Regions from separate parts of the Zea mays genome. Here region 2 is linked to region 1. Evidence: chromatin contacts called from public Hi-C data. All regions are on one chromosome and are shown on one strand. The core of a region is the stretch at or near the end of the contact, and the rest is flanking DNA. Distances in the headings are between cores, read along the strand shown.

Region 1 (4,327 bases), core at 1,097-3,596:
CGTTTGTTCCAACTTGAAGACAGGTATATTTTTTTTCAATCAGAGTCAGATAGAGTGGATCCGAGTGGTTCACTAAAATCTGTAAAAGCTTGGTTTGGTTTGATTCCAGGTGATTATAGATGTGGTTTTAATCCAAGTCGCTGAGTGGGTAAAAAAGTCTGGTTTCATTCTTAAATGACCTGATTTTATTACGGAATAGGTCTATCCAAATAGCCAACCATTTAGATTGGTTCTAATTTAAATCCAAATCAAATAATTTCGGATGGAACGGACCTATCTGAAACCGATAAAACCGAACTAGGCTTAGGAATAACAAGGAAGTGCGAGAGGAGAACCGGTCTTCATGGTTCCATTGTACTATATCTTCTGCTGCTGTGACGACATAGCTTTCAGTCGTTGACTTAGGTACGTCGGTGAGTTACTTACACCAGTGTACAACGCCTCAAAATCTCCCCTCTCAAACCAAAAAAAAAAAAAAGAATGCAGCACATCGGTCAGATGAGTAGATGACGGTATGATGGATTGTTGGTGCTGAACGCTTCAGCGCATTTCTGTTCGTTCATCCCACATGAGAAAGCTTGCCGTTGAGCAAGGGATTAGGTTGTCGTGCTCTCTGCTGTCAATATATGGTCAGGATGTGTTCATATATGTGATGAGCAATATATAAGCGATTTATCAGAGAGAGATGATCGCACTTTGATTGCTGTGGGGCCTATCAGCGATTAAAGGAGGCAACATCATATTGTGCCACCCTCCACTAACCCCTGGGCACTGCCTCGTAAAATCATCTTCGCAGTAGTGGTAACGAATACGCTTCTTAAGATGGGTTTGAACCTCAAAACCGTCGGTTTGAGAGTTTTTTTTTCTGACGTCCAAGCTTTGATATTTTTTTTTGCTTTTTAATTCTCTGGACATTTTTAAAACTTTCTAAAAAAAGACGTGTGCAAAATTTTAGCTTACTCGAAGTTTGTTCGATCAAGTTTTAGTTTTTCTCCTTTTGGTTCGGACCGCTGAAATCTATGGTCGTGGTCGTGGAACCTCCGAACTAAAATGCAGAACCTCCACGCTAGTGGTCAAATTAGTTTCATAGTTTTCCCGGATGCTTCCATCACTTGTTTTGGCTTCCGCTTTAACAGTCTTGGCTTCCGTTTGACTTGTTTGGCTTTGGCAACTTAAGTTTTTTTTTAGAGAGAGAGAGAGAGATATGTTTGTGTGGTATGTTTAGGACATAAGCCAAATTTTTATTGGTGCAGTTTGGATTCCTTTATTTTAGAGGAATTGAAATCTACTCTATAGAGTGGACTATTTGGCTTGAAATTTGACATCCTACCAACTTGCAAAGTTTAGATATAAATGTCTAGCTCTCCGATGTAATTAAATTGATTTTATATATCTATATAGTAGGTCATATTTCTACTCCACAATGTATAACACATAGATATCTTCTCGCGTAGCCAATAGTATTATATAAATCTATTATGCTATAGTAGTTTAATTGGTCTGTGCCGCTAAACCCCCACAACTCCACGAGGCCACATGATAACGAATTCAATACATAGTATTTTCTACAGCAGAAACCCAATTCCACTTGCACGATTACCATTTTTAAAGAGGACATATCTGATGCACATGAAAGTTTAGTGTACATGGTGCATATAATAAATCATCACCACTCATATTAGATCTAACGTTTATATTTGTTTGGTATATTTTTTTAAGGACACCCTCCGACGTAGTGGGTTGTAGTGGTGGAAGGTGTTATTTGTAAACTGGAATGATCAACCACCAGAGACGTTAGATCTAAATTGTATAGTGATGATTTACTATGGGCACCATGTGCACTAAGTTTCCATGTGCACTAAATATGTCCCTTATTTTTAAATCCAGATAATGAAGTAATCACGTAACTTTTATTTTCTTAACAAATTAATTTCGTAACTGTTTCTTAATCATCAATCTTTTTTTTTAAACCGTCATCGTACCTACCAACCCATAAACTTTCGTCGTGGACCGTCCTCTCTCCCCACCAGCTGGCGCTCCGGTCCCCATCATCTGAACGGCTCCGCGAACGAGCGCGCGGCAGTGTTGAAGCGTACCTTTCGCCTGTATGTACTCCAAAGCAGAAGGGTTCGAATTTCCAAAAGCTGGCGATGGCTGGTGAGTCGAGCTCGAGCCGGTGCGTGACAAAACGACCCACCGAAGGGAGCAGTCCTGGCAAGTACGGTACCCACTCCCCCGTTACCGTGCACCGCCGACTGGCTCGACAGCTCGACTGGTATGCGACGGCCACCCGGCCCGCGCATGGCGCCGAAGACCTGATTATTGGGCGTCGCTCGCTGGTGTGGTGCCTGGACCACCGGCCACCGCCTTCGCTCAGTAATGGGCCTGTTTTTGCGCGAAAATGGAGGCACTGTACGTCCGGCCCGCCGTGCTGCCGTTCCGATCCTTTTTCGCTTTTGCCGTGTGGCCCAGATTCGTTCTGACCTCGGAACAGTCAGAGTCAGTCTTCTGTATGTGGCAGTGGAACATATGTGCATTCACTCCCTCCTAAGAATATACAAGCTCTACCAAAACCATGGTATTTTAATATTTATGGACCTGATTTCCATTTGCTGGTCCCAACAACAACAAGCTTAGTGCTTAGCTTAGGGTGGACCGCGCCGCCTAGCTAGTACTAGTAGTGTAGCCTGAGTCGACATTACCGCCAATGCAACATGCATGTATTCCGGTCGACGGTGTGCCAACTGTTAGCTACAGTCTACTCCTCCAGGTACACGTACGTGCATCATATCCCCGGCGGCCGGCGCCGTGCCACTAGTGTCCTGTTCATGGCGGTTCGACACGTACGTGTGTGCCTGCACGTCGTTCATGGAGCTAGCTAGTAGGAAGAACGCGATATATTGACAACGATCAGCTAGTTACGTTCTTGCTGACTGGTAGGTAGTGCCCGTACAATTAAGCACCGGCCGGATGACAGACAGACAGACACGGTAGGCCGGCCGGGGGGCACAGCCTAGCTAGCTAGGAGCTAGCTACCACCGCGATGGAGGATAACAGATGCATCATGCATGCACGACTTTTGCAAGCACAGCAGTGACTGACGACGACACATCTCATCTCGCGCGCGTGCGTGCTTTGCCTTTATCTTCTTGTACGTACGTACTCTTCTTCTCTAGGTTGCCTACATCCGAAGAAACCAGCGAGACAGCTGCGTGCGAGTCGATCGAACTGATCACGTACCTAGCTAGCTATCCCTCCGTCCGCCAGCCACCGAGAAAGGGAAGTGGCGAACATGATTTGAAGGCACACGATCAGTAGTCATGAAGGGAAGAAGTAGCTTGTCCATGCATGCATCTACCCCTCTCGCTCGCTCGCTACGATTGCGAAGGGGCAGTGCAGGCGGCTGCAGAATCACCGCGACCGATCCATAGAGATAACCACACAGAAGCGGAGAAGCCTTGAGTGGTCCTGAGCCGCCCGTCGCGTCACGGTCGCCATAAAAATGGAGCTCCACGATGGAGAGCAGGAGAGGGCGCGCATAAACTACAGTAGTGCTATATATGCTATACTAGCAGATCTGCTGCGTCGCCGTGGTTCCGGCGGCCGGCCGCCGGTGATCGATCCATCAGACTATACACCAGCAGATCTGAGTTGGCTCCGTCCTCCTGTAGCCCACCGGTCACATGCATTCAACTACAGTACGTATACATGCTTCATATATATATGTCTTCTGGGGGGGCCGGCCAATTGCCTACTACACTACCACTACACCACCTCCGTCCAGCAAACCGGTGCATCTCCTGGACATCATTGGGCGGCGTGGCCACCGGGCATGGCGTCTCTATTCTCTAAGAGATGTGTGGCTCTGGGGGTGTCGTACGTCGGAGATGGCCGGCCGGCCGGGATGGAGTACGTAGAGACGACAAGTCGAACAAGGGTATTTTCGTCTATACAGCTAGCTAGAAATAGGGTCGGCATTAGGCAGTGCTTATATATATAGGTCGTCCAAAGGCGCGCGTGTTGGACGTATACAATGGCAAATGGACTGAAGGAAAGCAGAGATTATTACGATGATCGATAGATTTATTAATAAATACCATGAGTAGTAACGATATATAGGTCTTTTGTTCAAAGTCACTGGTGCTATTTTTTTTTTACAAATAAAAAAAGAAAAGTCGGTGTTGGTGTTGTTGTTATTAGAGGCATGACACCAATGGTTGAGCTTTGGATCCGTGCGTCCTGTGGTAGTGCTGAGTCTAACCGAGCCGTGTAGAGTTTAATCAAGTCTATATGACAACTTTTTAAATTCGACCGATCGGGAAAACAT
Region 2 (4,074 bases), core at 54-2,553, 220 kb after region 1:
GGTTGAATAGTTCCTTGTAATCTCGTGGCCTTTGACGAGCTCTCCCCTGTTCTTGTATATGGTACCTAGTGCCACGATATGGTGCAAGAAATTGTGGTGTATTTGCATAACCAGCATCTACGAGATAAAATTTACCATGAGGTATATGAAATCCATGGGTAAGTGCATCTTGTAGAACCCTTGCATCTGATGCTGATCCCTCCCAGCCAGCATGCACATGTACAAATTTCAGATCAAAGTCACAAGCGACCATAACATTTTGTGAGATGGTCTGCTTCCTATTCCTGTATGGCTCTTGTTGTTGTAATGGAATGGTCATTGGAACATGTGTACCATCTATAGCACCAATACAGTCCTACAAAAACGAAAAATATATTTAATTATCATAGAATAAATTATCAATAATATGTTATGTATTTTGTACTCATACCTGGAAAAAGGGGTAAAATTGGGGTCTGCTTAAGATTGGATGGGGTTGCAAGGAAGGTGGACATATGTAGACACATGTGAGCTGTGTGATTGCATCAAGAACCGCTGCAAAGTGTCGACTAATTGTTTCTCCACTATGTTGAAAAAATTCTTGTAAGGTTTCATTACTTGCATTTTTTGCCATTGCATATAAGAAAATAGCAACTTGCTCTTCCACTGCAATTGCTCTTGTATCAGCAAGGAGATTTTTTTCACGCAATTTATTGACCAAGGCTTGAAAAATTCCAACCTCCATTCGGAAATGTCTTTTGCATAAACTCTCATGTCCTGTTAATATCTCTGTAACTCGTCGAGCCCCTGTCATTTCTGATGTATGCATAGGCCTCTTCTCAGATGAGTGTGATGATTCTACTTGTAAGGTAGGAAGAACAAAAAAGACAAACTCATCCTCACTTTGTGATCTACGATAGTTCGTTGGATTCATGGGTACTGAAGATAAAGGAAATCCCAAAATGGATAATTAATACAAAGGTGGAAATATAAAATTTTGATTAGAAATACATTAGCGTAGTCACATAAGACAGTAACGAACCAACCTTTGTGCAACCGAATGCAAGATATATAGACAATCAAGTAGCCTGTAGAAGGATTTGCTTGCTGTTGTGGAAATGAAGTTGTTGGCATGAGAGAGTGAGAGGCAGCAAGCTGATGAGCGCATATATATATATATATACACCTGTATGCAGTAACGCAACGGCTAGGGAGCCTCGTGAGCACGCAGCAACAACGGCTAGTTTCAAACTTAAAAAAAATGATATTTCAAACTTCTTACTTCCTTTACTTTTTCCTACGCTGTAGCCAAATAAGCCTTCTATCATCTTCCTCTGGTTTTGAATCCTATAGGATTAGAAAATACATCCATTCTATTTCCTGAGTTTTTCCTATTCCCGTGGTTCTGAAATCCTGTGTTCCAAAGGAGCCCCTATCCTGTACTCTCTCTCAGTCTCTCTCTCTCCCCCCGTTCTCCGTTCCACATCGCGTGCGCATTGAGACGACGAGTTTCTAGAGCGCCGTACCGCGCACGGCTCCCGAGCCCCACCGCAAAGCGCCGGAATCGTGAGCGCGTCCGGCCTCGCCTGCTCCGCGGCGAGAGGCGGCCGAGGAGGACGGGCGATGTACCCGGTGGTGACGGGCACGCCGCCGGCGCGGCTGCCGGCGGCGTCGCGGGTGGACAAGGCCACGAGCCACCTGCTGCAGGGCCCCGACTGGGCCGTCAACCTCGAAATCTGCGACACCCTCAACGCCGACCGCTGGTACGAGCGATCGTTGCCCTCTCTCTCTCTCTCTCTCTCTCTCTCTCTCTCTCTCGCTTGCTATATTTGTGTGTGTGTGTGTGTGGTGGGATTTCGAAACATGTTTGGGGTTCTTCCTGCACGGGCTGTAACGGCGGCGCGGCTTTGCAAATTCCGTTGCCTCGCGTCGCGGCTCGCACTGCTCATGGGAACTCCTCTGGTTGGGGTATTGGTTTGGGGCCGTTGACCTGATCGCTTCTGGGGCCGATTTGAGGGTTGTTGCTGGCTACAGACTAGTAGTTAACGTGATTTCTGGGAAGTAACCGGCCTGTGGCTCTCGGCTGCTTTCTTTTCTGTTGCTCTATGTTGTTCGGAGGGGGCATTATGCACCAAGCAGAGGACTTTGCATGCCAACTTTTACCATAGGGTGGCAAGTAGTATAGATGTTGAAAAATCTTAAGCTGGAGCTTCAGCTCAGGTGGAGTCCTGTCTGCGTCCGCTGATACTTATCTACGGAACTTACCTCAAACTGTGGAGCAGCTTAGCTACATGGGGTCTCGTCGTGATGCAATACTGTTTTAGTGGCAAGTTCAAGTGCTTGCTTTCTTTCACAGCAAATGGGAAAGATGAAGCCTAGAGGTAGTTTTGCCATTCTCTGTAATGGCAACAACCCGAATCTCGCTATAGTTGTTTTTCAGGGTAACAGGTGCATTTTGGAATTCATAGAGGGACTTGGGGGTATGGGTATTGGTCACTTTCCATTTTATAACGAGTCATTTATTTACAATCATATATTCTGTGGGATTTGCATTTTTTCATGATTTATCTTTTATTATAGGTTTTAAATAGAAGCCTACAAAATCCGAACTGTAAGCTAGACTATTCTGTTTAGACATCACCATCAGGAGACATAAGCAGAATATCTTAAATAATTGCATTTCTGATTTTCCTGGCTCGGAACTTATGTATTATGACTCTGAATCAGGCAAACGAAGGATATAGTAAAAGCTGTGAAGAAGCGATTGCAGCATAAGGATCCAAAAGTTAAATTCTTTACTTTGACGGTGCGGACTATAATCAATCTCATGATCAATGATGTTTCTGTAATATTTGGTGTGGGATTACAAGTATTTTATGCACATGAAATATTTTTAACTGTTCATACCTCCTGTTGAATTTCTGCAGTTATTGGAGACAATGATGAAGAACTGTGGTGAATATGTTCATTTTGAAGTTGTTGATCAGCATATTTTACAAGAGATTGTTAAAATTGTCCAGAAGAGGGTATTTTCATCATCCTCTCCTATTATCACTGTTATTATGTTGCTAAGAGAAACAAGAATAGTTGGATGTTGAAGGATCTGTCAGTTTTAAAGTTTCACCAAAATTAGCTAAACTATTTCCAGTGTTATGCATAAATGTTTTTCATATATATTTTGAACTCCATGAGGTATAACCATTGAAAAAAAAATCATTGTGTAGCAAGCTTTAACTATGTTTGGTCAGGTCAGTTTGTTTTGGGGTGGTTTGTACCATCCTGTTTATTGTTTTAATAGTTCTGCAAATTTCATTTCAGCTTGGAACCACATGCTTGGATTTTATCTTGTACTCCAAATAATCATTAGTTTTCAACTTGCCTTCAAATGTTAACCATTGCCTGCTTATGTGTTTGCTAATAATAGAATAATGAACGGAAGAGCTGCTAATATCCTTTTGTAGTTTGGTTGATCAGTCTTTACAACACGAGAATTATCTGGCCATTTCAAGTCATCTTTTCCTTGATTTTTTATGGGTTCAGTATGGGTATTTACTTTTCACCACCAACTTATTCATGTTAATTTGTGTTTTAGGCAAAACCATTATTCTTCTTCCAAGTAACCTTCTGAGTTCTGGCTGTTAGTGTGTGAAGTACTTGAGGTTGCAGTTTGTGTTTCTACAGATCATAATATTTGATGTTAAGCCTCTTGTGCTTTGTGGATCTGTCTTAGCCTTGTGCTTATTATTCGTTTACATTTTCATTTCTCTTAAGAATGTAGAAACATGATGCTATATTTCTGCTTATATGTTTTTTCTCTAAAATCATTTCAGCATGATATGCAAGTGAGGGATAAGGCTTTGTTACTTCTGGATTCATGGCAAGAGGCATTTGGTGGACCTGGTGGCAAATATCCACAGTACTACTGGTCATACATTGAACTAAAGGTATGCATCTGTCAAGGACCTCCCGACCTAGGATAGCTGGCTCCTGACTACGGAGTTCGTAGCCACGGTCCGTCGTCGCCGGTGAGGTTTTTCCCCTCAACCGTCGGCTTGTTTAGAGAGAGAGATTAGGAAATAATAATCTTGCTTGCTT

Evidence for each region. A called contact is a pair of places that touch in the nucleus more often than the background predicts.
Region 2: a contact with region 1 is called in a Hi-C map of ear, with 2.1 times the contacts expected there. The contact joins the promoter of LOC103630478 here to the enhancer-like site in region 1.

What each region holds. Positions count from the first base shown.
Region 1 is chr6:164,460,800-164,465,126 of Zm-B73-REFERENCE-NAM-5.0, forward strand. No RefSeq gene overlaps it. Among protein-coding and RNA genes, the nearest start is that of LOC100281430, 3.8 kb to the left of the region's middle. Within about 2 kb of position 2,347, at least 19 of the 20 cell types and tissues checked have an H3K27ac peak or open chromatin away from gene starts, as enhancers often do. A contact at or near this core is called in ear, where this site is marked.
Region 2 is chr6:164,679,631-164,683,704 of Zm-B73-REFERENCE-NAM-5.0, forward strand. It overlaps LOC103630478 (putative nuclease HARBI1), which reads right to left and starts at 1,304. Exons shown (of 3, transcript XM_008651526.2): 1 at 1,026-1,304; 2 at 431-918; 3 at 1-355. The coding sequence starts at 1,113. LOC103630481 (TOM1-like protein 6) reads left to right here and starts at 1,438. Exons shown (of 4, transcript XM_020539590.3): 1 at 1,438-1,742; 2 at 2,707-2,785; 3 at 2,907-3,005; 4 at 3,810-3,959. The coding sequence starts at 1,603. The coding sequence ends at 3,959.